2 separate regions of the Mus musculus genome follow, and region 1 is linked to region 2. A link is a contact called in public promoter capture Hi-C data. All regions are on one chromosome and are shown on one strand. The core of a region is the stretch at or near the end of the contact, and the rest is flanking DNA. Distances in the headings are between cores, read along the strand shown.

Evidence for each region. Promoter capture Hi-C pulls out the DNA fragments that hold promoters and counts their contacts.
Region 1: a contact with region 2 is called in a promoter capture Hi-C map of liver, with 4 times the contacts expected there. The contact joins the promoter of Enpp3 here to the promoter of Tbpl1 in region 2. A contact is called at or near these places in 2 of 39 promoter capture datasets (hippocampal neurons and liver).

Annotation. Positions count from the first base shown.
Region 1 is chr10:24,834,076-24,838,965 of GRCm38.p6, forward strand. It overlaps Enpp3 (ectonucleotide pyrophosphatase/phosphodiesterase 3), which reads right to left and starts at 2,120. Exons shown (of 25, transcript NM_134005.2): 1 at 1,941-2,120. The coding sequence starts at 2,018.
Region 2 is chr10:22,729,731-22,735,156 of GRCm38.p6, forward strand. It overlaps Tbpl1 (TATA box binding protein-like 1), which reads right to left and starts at 1,717. Exons shown (of 7, transcript NM_011603.5): 1 at 1,386-1,717.

The DNA of each region.
Region 1 (4,890 bases), core at 870-3,369, 2.1 Mb after region 2:
TCTGTTGTTTGCTTTTTGAGATCAGCCCAGCCAGCCTTAAACTCAGTATGTAGCTGACCCTACTGCCTCTACCTCCTAAGTATTATAATTACAGGTTTGTACCATGATACCCACTGAAACCTTTAAAGTTTTCACTGAAACTTAAAAGAAAGAAAGAAATGGAACAATTAGAGTCCTTTTCCAGATACGATTTTAAAACAGTGAACTTCCGCCGGGCGTGGTGGCCCATACCTTTAATCCCAGCACTCGGGAGGCAGAGGCAGGCGGATTTCTGAGTTTGAGGCCAGCCTGGTCTACAAAGTGAGTTCCAGGACAGAGAAACCCTGTCTCAAAAAACAAAAAACAAGCAAACAAACAAACAAACAAACAAAAAAGTGAACTTCCTTATAAGGGAGAAGAAGCCAGATAGTGGTAGCACACGCTTAGGAGGCAGAAGCAGGTGGATTTCTGAGTTCGAGGTCAACCTGGTCTATAGAATTCCAGGACAGCCAGGGCTACACAGAGAAACCCTGTCTCGGAACCACCCCCAATCCCTACCCCAAAATAAGGAAGAAGAAAATGTGCTAGAAAGAGTAAATGTCTATATCCTTGGGCCAGAGAGCTACCCTCCTTCAGTTCAGTGTTTACATTATAAACACAAGGACCCAGATCATCAGGGTGGGGCCTGTCCATTTGCACAGCTGCAGAAGGCCCAGGAGCATCCTCAAGGCTCCAGGGCCAGCATAATTATGCTAATCCACAAGCCCCAGGCCCCATTGAAACCCAGTGTCTCTAGAGAAAGAGTAGGAAGTGTCCTGGGGAAAGAAACCTGAGCCTGTGTGCCTGCCCACAGGTGCCTCAGGAAGAAAAAGAAAAGAACAATCTAAAAATACATTTAGGACCCAGATTTAGCTCCCAAGGGGTTTGATTCCTTGAGTGACAAACTAAGACAAAGGTAAGGGCAAGAAAGCCGCAAGGAGGGCTGTGTAAGTCCTGGAAAGATAAACTCTGAGGAGCTACTGAGGATTTGTTGTCCTCACGGGTCATAGCTACAAACTGCTTGACCTTTCTTGGGAAACAGAAAGGAGAGCTGACATATGTTAGCCCGAGGAATCTGAGAGCAGCTGCAGCCAGCCAGATGTGAAAAAAAATACTGCATTTGGTTTTGGCTGGAGGTGCTGGGTGAGTAGTCAGGCAGGAGACATCCAAAAAGAAGTCGGAGATGATGGTGGCTTGGGTTGGGGGAAGGTATCATTTAACATCTCAGGGGAACACACAGATTGCCTAAAGAAAAGATCACTGGGTAAGAAGGATGTAGAGTGAGGTCTTGAGTAACATTCAATGAAGATAAAGATAAGTCCGTCAAAAAGCAAGTATGTCTTGGAAACGAGCGTTTCAAGATTATCCAGGAAGCAGGGGGAGAGAACGTTTTAAAAAAGAAAGAAAAAGATAAAACCCTCAACAACATTCATGTATTGTTAGGGACATTCAGATAGGAAACAGGGGAGGGGGGTGGATTAGTCTCTAAAGGAGCACTTAATTCATATGGGGGGGGGGAACAGAGCAAAGTGAGGAAGGAAGCAAAAGAAGTAATCTCCACATGGTAAATAAACAGAATGAAATGTTGATAAAGATCAACAGATCCTTAAGACGTATGTGTCAAGTGATTTCAGTTGCTAAATTCTTGCTCGTACAGTATTCGTACCAGTCAAAAATTGCTTGCGCTCTAATTATAAACACGTGGAAAACAAAATCAGTCCAGCACGGTCTCAGATTTCTGTCAGAAATGCTGGACACAATAACTTAGCATTCTAACCTAAATTGCAACACAAACAAACCTAATGCTGGACACAATTACTTCACATTCTGACTTAATAGCGACACAAGCAAGCCTAAGTGGGAAGGCAGGCACTTCAATCTGCCACCAAGCTTGTAAGACTAAAATGAACAGTTTTGCTTACCACACAAAGGATCTTGTATTTCTTGAGACTGTCTTTCTTAATGGGCTCCTCTGTGGCTAATGCTAGCCTGGAATCCATTGTTCCCGTAGCTGTGTAAACCTGTCTAGCCAGAAAATAAGGCTCTTTCTTCCCTCTGGGGAGGGAAAAAGGAACTGTCCTGCCTGCCCCAGCTGTGACTGACTTTTAAATCCGGGAGAAAAGCAGAGCTCTGTAGCGATTGGTCAATTGAAGAGGGAAAAGCCTTGTTAACAAACAGCGTTGCCCACAGAATAAAGTCCATTTCTCTCTCGGACATTGTGGACAGCAGTTCTTTACAGCTTTAGAAGTAATAATGCATACTAATCGGGATATGTAGATAGCAAGAATAGAATATTAATCACACTTATAAAAAGCTACTCATTTGTTTTGTTTTTGTCTGTGGAAAGAACTTGTGTCACTTCTTATCTCCTAAGCACCAGGATTACATCATGTGTCCCCCAATTTACAAATTGCTGGGAACTGAATCCATGGCTTCATACCAGCTGAGCTCCACCCCAGCTCGGTTGCTTTCTGGGTTTTGTTTCTGTTTGTGTGTTTGGCAGTATCATATACCATGTTAGTCAGAGTGGTTTTCCAAGCCCTCCTATCTCAATCTTCCAAAGGCTGACAAGAAGCCCTGTACAGGGAGTTTGTACATCCATATAGATGTCATGCTGCAGTTGCAAGCTAGTACATTTATTAAAGGACTGGAGGACTGGAGAGACAGCTCAGCAGTCATGAGCTCTTGCTTGCTTCTGCAGAGAAAGTTCAGATCTCAGCACCTCTGTCAGGCTGCTCAGCAGTTCCAGCTCCGGGGACCCGATTTCCTCCTCTGTCCTCCAAGGCCCCCTGCACTCATACACACACACACACCCCGCCCCCAACATACACACACACACACAATATACATTAAGTAATTAAAACAAAATAAAATGTGTTTGATTATAATAGAAATTCTGAAACTACTATAAAGATTTTTTTAATTATGAGAGGAGTGTATCTTACATTTTAGAATGTCTACAGTTTAAGAATTATTTTAAAGCAAACGACAAAATAGTATGTGTGGTGGTTTGATAGGAAGGGCTCCCATAAGCTTATATATTTGAGTGCTTAGTCACCAGAGAGTGGCGCTATTTCTAGGAATCAGATGGATTAAGAGGTGTAGTCTTGTTGGAAAAAGTGTGTCCCTTGAGGGTGGGATTTGAAGTTTCAAAAGTCCACTGTCTCCTCCCCCTCTTCCCCCACCCCCCTCTCTCTCAGTCTCAGTAGATAGATGGAGAAATAAATAGATAGATAGGTAGGTAGATAGATAGATAGATAGATAGATAGATAGATAGATAGATAGATAGATAGATAGAGGGATGGATAGATATATTCCTACCTATGGATCAGGATGCAAAACTCTCCAAAGCTACTTCTCCAGTACTGTCCAGTACTGTCTTCTCCAGTACTGTGCTCCCAGGCAAGATGATAATAGACTAACCTTCAAAAATATACCTAAGTCCACACTTACATGTTTTCTCTGATAAAAGTTGCCTTGGTCATAGTGTCTCTTCACATTGATAGACTAAGATACTATGTTTTCACTGTTTTTTGCATTATATGGTATTTTGTTAGGGTTCTCTAGAATCACAGAACTTATGGGTAGTCTCTATATAGGAAGGGAATTTGTCTGTAGTCCAACTCCCCAACAATGGTCAGCAGCAGCTATGAATGGAAGTCCAAGGCTCTAACAGCTACTCAGTCCCACAAGGCAAGCAGTCAAAGAAAAGAGTCTTCCTTCTTCCAATGTCCACAAATTGGAATCCAGCAGAAGGTGTGGGGTGTGGACCAGATTAAAGGTGTGTACCACCAAGCCTGGATCTGGGACTTGCTTTATTCCAGATGATCTTGAACTCAGAGCTCTCCCTGCCTTACTCTCCTGGGATTCATAGCCACTATGCCTCAAGATCTCCATGCCAAGTGTTGGGAGCTATTAAGACAACACTATTGTCCTGATCTCTGAATTGGGCCTCCCCCCCCCAGAAGAAAAGGGGGTCAAAAGCAGGCCACCGACACATCGCTCTGAGAACAACCACAGATTGTTCCAGCCCTAAATCAGCGCCGGATGTCCTGACCTCAAGATGTACCCTGATACCTCCAAGTTCCTGCTTGCTTCCCCGTGTAGTCGCCAAAAGAAAAATTTCCGCTGCCCCATCCCTCCTGCTGAGAAGTACTTCCTCTTTTTCTGCTGCCCCATCCCTCCTGCTGAGAAGTACTTCCTCTTTTTCTGCTGCCCCATCCCTCCTGCTGAGAAGTACTTCCTCTTTTTCTGCTGCCCCATCCCTCCTGCTGAGAAGTACTTCCTCTTTTTCTGCTGCCCCATCCCTCCTGCTGAGAAGTACTTCCTCTTTTTCTGCTGCCCCATCCCTCCTGCTGAGGTGCATTTCCGCTGCCCCATTCTTCCTGCTGAGAAGTACTTCCCCTTTTGCTTGTGCATTTAAACCTTGAGCCTTGCTAATACAGTGAGACCTTGATGTTACTCAGACTGCTTCCATGTGTCGTTCATTGCACAAGGTTCTCGCCTCTCTCTACCCCCCATTTGGTTCTTAGGAGAAGGTCCCCTTGAGACCCTCGAATAACTTGACCTGCTGGACGGGTCAGACAAGATCCAGGTCAGAAACTTGTATCTCCCAGCCTCAAGATCACAGGTGAGCCTTCTAATTCTAGATTGTAGTTCATTCCAGATATAGTCAAATTGACAAACAGAAATAGCCACTACTACAGTATTAAGTAGCTTTCCAAGTAGGAAGGAGTTGGACTGGACCAAGTTTTATTAAGTCTCCTTACCCACTGGGCTACTATGAATGCAGATGAGAATGTGCCACAGACTTGCTTCATGATGCTAAGGTTGGATCAAGCAACTGACAGCTGCAGAACTTGAGTCTTTGAT
Region 2 (5,426 bases), core at 467-2,966:
TGGGAGCACAAACTATACAAGAGGACTGGCAGTAACGGTGACATCCTTTTGCTTAGGAGAAGCAACTGAACCTGTGGTTGACATGTTGTCTATGTGATTATCAATCCTGTTTGCATCATTAATCTTCAACTGTATGAAAAGCCTTGCTCCTACTGACCATAAAAATGTTATCACCGTAGAACGTAACCTTTCCGGACCACAGACATACTTCACTTACTGATGGGAAGTTCAGTTTTGTTTTGTTTTTTGAGACACGTACTATTATACCCCTAAGCAGGCCTTGGACTCACGTTCTCCTGCCTCAGCCTCCCAGAGGCTGGGATCCCAGGCATGTGCCACCACACCCAACCTAATATGGTTTAGCAAAGTATAAAACCAGTGGTCTGTGATGCAAGGCTTTAGAACACAAACTGATGAATATTTCACGGGGCGTATCCAAACCCTAAATAATTCTTTCAATCAGACAGTGCTAAAAGTCACTTCTTGATTTGAACGGACTGCTGTTTTCTCAAACTTGGAAAGAGACTGCAAATTCTAGCCAGAAGATTGAATGCCCTCCTTATTTACATTTCCCTTTTTCAATTACCTAAGGGAATCTGTTATGGCTTCACACACAAGTCGCAATTCTAAGCCATTCTTCTTAACCACAAGTATGCCAAGCTCACACTAGTCACTGCCAGTCTCGCTCTGCAGGTGACAGATGCAGTAAAGCTCACAGATGTGGACTGGCTGCAGCTTGACACTCGGTGCAATGTACACCCTGGCAGAGCCTGCAGATGCACAGCTAGCTCAGCAAAGGGAGTGTTTTCTATTTCAGTCATTTCCCATTTTATATACTTCTAGGACCCGTCCAGACGATTATGAAGCGATTACCGCCCCCCACCTTCCCACCTCTCATCCCTGCTCAACCCTATTCACAATTCATTTCTATCTTCCCGCGTTCCAGATCCTTCTTGCCGAAGCTTAATTCGGCCACTACTATTATTATAGAGTGGGGCTCCCGGCAAGTGCCAGAAGCGAGAGGCGCCGGCGCCGCTATTTAGGGGAGCCTTCGCGCAGCTGCTCCAAGTTTTCCGAGAAGCCACCGACCCCTCGCTTAGTGTCACGGTCCCTCTTTCCCCCGGGAGCGGGCTCCAGAACCCGGTCCATCCCTGCCCGCCTTCCACCGCGAGGCAGGCGCGCCCCACCCCCACCCCGTTATCCCTACTGGGATGCCCGAGCCGCTTGGCCCGTCCTCTCCACTAGCCGGTGGCCCGCGGCGCTCCCGTGCTCGGGTCCCCGCCTCGCACAGCTTCCCCGCAGCCCAACCGGCGCGGAGACGCCCCGCGGCAGCTCCAGGCCCCGCGGGCCCCGCACCCCCATCCCCGGACCGCCGACGGGGTTACCGTGGGAAGACGGGGCGGTCGTAAAGGACACGGCGGCAGCGCTGCTGCTGGTTGCGTCGGACGCGGAGAAGAAGCTGGAGGACAAGGATGAAGATAAAACGGGTCCGCTCCCCAGTCTCCATGGAACTCCCGCCCAGGCCCGTTGCTAGGAGCCCCCCAAGGCTCGAGCTCGGTTTCTCGCTTTGTTGTTCCGGGTACAGGGCGGCCGCCGCTTCCCCCGCGACAATAAATAGACTAGACGCACGGGGGCATAGAGGCGGCACGAGGCGGCTAGAGCGCCGCCGGACCCAGGAGCTCCGGGGATCCCGGCTAGCCACTCACTTCCGGTTCTCGCTGCTCCCCTCTCCGCCCCAACCCCTAGCTCCTTCCGCCTTCCCGAAGCCGCTGGCGAAGTCCTCCTCCTGCCCGCGGGCTGGGCGAGGCGGAAGTGGCCGGAGGGCGCTGGGTACCCGGGCTGCGCTTCCCTGAGCTCGCCCGCCCGGGGTGGATTTGAAGCCCCCGGTTTATTTTCCAGCTCCTCGTTGGCGAGCAGCATGACACAAATGGGCTTTCATTTTCCTGTAAACCAGAACTGTGCCTGGCACCCAACCGCCTGTACCGACGAGCTCAGCTAGCAGCCACTGGGCCCTTAGTCGTGACCCCGGGGTGACGGGGATCCCGGCCTTACTCATCGAGGGCCCCCGGCGGCGTGGCGGGAGCAACAGGGCTAGCAGGACGCTGGCGACGCACACTCGCTGGCTTGAACGGCCGCACCGGGCGGAGTGCGCCCTCGGGATGGCTTGGGCCGTGCTGCCCGAGGAGCGAGGCTCATAACGGCCGGAGCGCAGCCGCCCGCGCGACCCAGCTCTTGCCCTTGTGGGCTCGCTCTGGCCGGTGGTGGAGGCCAGCGGGTTAAAGGTCACGTGAGCCGTTTCCTTAGGTGGCTTGGCCTCTGACTGGAGCCACTTGGCCTTTTGAGAATGACTTAGACTGTCATCACAGGGTTTAGACGTGCACACCTAGTAGGGAAGTTTAAGTATTTGAGGGATAGCCAAGGATGCCTCTTTATCTCTCCTCCCTACTCTTAAAGTGTGAAAACGCGCGCACAACACACACACACACACACACACACACACACAGCGCACTCGAACGTTTTAAAGCCCTGAAGGACAGATTTGCTTCAGTTCTCACTTTTATTTATTTATTTTTTTGAGCAATATTAAATAGGTGTACTTTGTGTGGGATAGGACGAACAAGAAGCTGGGTGAGAAAGTCATGCCTATGGTGACTGATTTTGACAGATTTAGAAGGGATGGCCCTGAGAGGAGAGGAAAAGAGGATGTTGTGGTCTGGCTACACTGGGGCTGGCTACACTGGGGCGTGGAGGTGTTAATAGGAATAGGGCATGGCGAGTATAGCTAGGAGAAAGTGACAAGATAAAGTTGGAGGGGAACGAAGACCCAAACTCATCTGCACCTTGCAGACAGGAGTTTGGATTCTCTCCCAAATGGAGAGCAACGGGGTATGGTTTAAAAAACAACAACAAAAAAAAAAAAAACAAAAAAAAAACAAAAAACAAAAAACCGATAACCAGAAAAAGCTCTATTTTTAGGGGCTACTGCCCTGTTTAGAAGGCAATTTTACAACAATGGCGACTGATTCTAAGGTCTTTGATACTTTCCTTCAGGCAGCCCAGCAGGATACCTGGAAAGTGCCCTCTACTTTGGGCTGCCTTTTGTTATAGCCAAGGAGCCTTCCTTATAGAATTGGATATAGTTGGCTTGCAAGTTCCACTTGCTGTGGTGCTGGTTTTGATTGTTAGCTGATTGGATTATTCTTTCACCCTAGATGATTAGTAAAGTGCACTTTTAAGTGTTCTCTGCGATGATAGCACCTTCAGAGACAACTGGATTGCTCTCAGTAGAGCCATTACAGTATGACAGCATTGTTACATGGAAATGAAAGGTAGGTGAGGCCCGCTGGGAAGAAGTAGGTCATGGGTGTGTCTTTAGCTGACATTGCTTGCCCTGATCCCTGCTTTCCCATTTCTTCCTGGAGGGTGATGGGAACTCTTGCTCCATGAACTACTAGCCATGATGGACTGGTACCTTAAACTAAACATCTTACTAACACTGTAGCACTGACAGCTAAAGAGGCAAGAGTTTTAGTTGACTTCACTGTAAAGTGGCCGTTCTCAACCTTCCTAATGCTGAGACCCTTTAATACAGTTCCTTATGTTGTGGTGACCCCCAACCAAAACATTATTTTCACTGCTATTGCATAACTAGTTTTGCTACTGGTATGAATCTTAATGTAAATATTTTTTCCAAAGAAGTTTGCTAAAGGGGATTAGCCCACAGATTGAGACATGCTACTATTAGTCAAGAACTGATGGACACTGACACCCTATTCATCCCAGACCAGACAGACTAGCGAGCCTCAGTGGTAAGAGTTCTGCAACTGCAAACGTAACATAGAAGCCATGATGGCAATATTGACTGTCAGCTTGGTGAGGATTAGAGTCTCGTAGGAGGCAGATATCTGTGCACAACTGTGAGGTAGTTTCTAGATTGGGTTAACTGAGACGGAACAGAAAAATGTGGGTTGACACCATTCTACACCCTGGCAACCTGGACTGAGCAAAAGGGAGAGAACTGGCTGGGTGCTAGCGATCATCCTTCTCTGCCTCCCGCCTGTGGATGTGATGTGACTAGCTGCCTCATGCTCCTGTCATATGCCTCTCATCATCATAGGGTGTACCCTCAAATGCCTAAACAACCAGCCCAGATAAACCCTACTTTCCTTCCTTTTGTTGGGGTTTTGTTGAGAAGAGTAATTCGTACCCAGGCTAAAATAACTACAAGCTGTTCCAGTTAACAATGAAGTAAGACTGAAATGTAAAGAGACATGGTGAAATTTTTAACAATTTAATATCATAATTTTTATGTATAAAAGCACTTATACACAGTGTCTTAGTAACTTAATAAAACCTACATAAATGTACCCTTTACTACAGACATTTTAAGACAACAGCCAACTGTCACAGTAAGTCTGACTCTAAGAAGTTTAGATCTTCAAATGAGGCTACAGGAATGTGCTGGCTCCTCTGGCCTCCTGTAGTCCTGCAAAAGACAGACTATAGGACAGAAATTATGTCACATCATTAGGTACAGTTATTTCTGCTGAAAGACCCCACCATAAGGCTTAGCAAGCTAGCTGCAGTAACGCCATTTTGCAAGGCATGAAAAAGTACCCGAGCTGGGTTCTCAAAAGTTACAAGGAAGTTCAGTTATAGATTAACAGTTAAAGATCAAGGCTGAATAGCACTGGGACAGGGGCCGAACAGGATATCGGTGATCAAGCACCTGGGCCCCGGCTCAGGGCCAAGAACAGATGGTTCTCAGATAAAGCGGAACCAGCAACAGACACAGAAGCCCCGATAGACGTCAGTGTTAGCAGAACTAGCTTCACTGATTTAGAAAAATAGAGGTGCACAGTGCTCTGGTCACTCCTTGAACCTGTGTGTCTGCCAATGTTCTGACCAGATATGTGCCCATTGCTGAACCTTCATTAGACTCTTTCCTTGTACCCCTCCCCTACCCATTTCTTGAAAATAGACATTGTTTAGATCTAAAAAGTCCCACCTCAGTTTCCCCAAATGACCGGGAAGTACCCCAAACCTTATTCGAACTAACCAACCAGCTCGCTTCTCGCTTCTGTAACCGCGCTTTTTGCTCCCCAGCCCTAGCCCTATAAAAAGGGTAAAAACTCCACACTCGGCGCGCCAGTCCTCCGATAGACTGAGTCGCCCGGGTACCCGTGTTCCCAATAAAGCCTCTTGCTGTTTACATCCGAATCGTGGACTCGCTGATCCTTGGGAGGGTCTCCTCAGATTGATTGACTGCCCACCTGGGGGGGGTCTTTCATTTGGAGGTCCCACCGAGATCAGGAGACCCCTGCCCAGGGACCACCGACCCCCGCCGGGAGGTAAGCTGGCCAGCGGTCGTTTCGTGTCTGTCTCTGTCTCCGTGCGTGTTTGTGCCGGCATCTAATGTTTGCGCC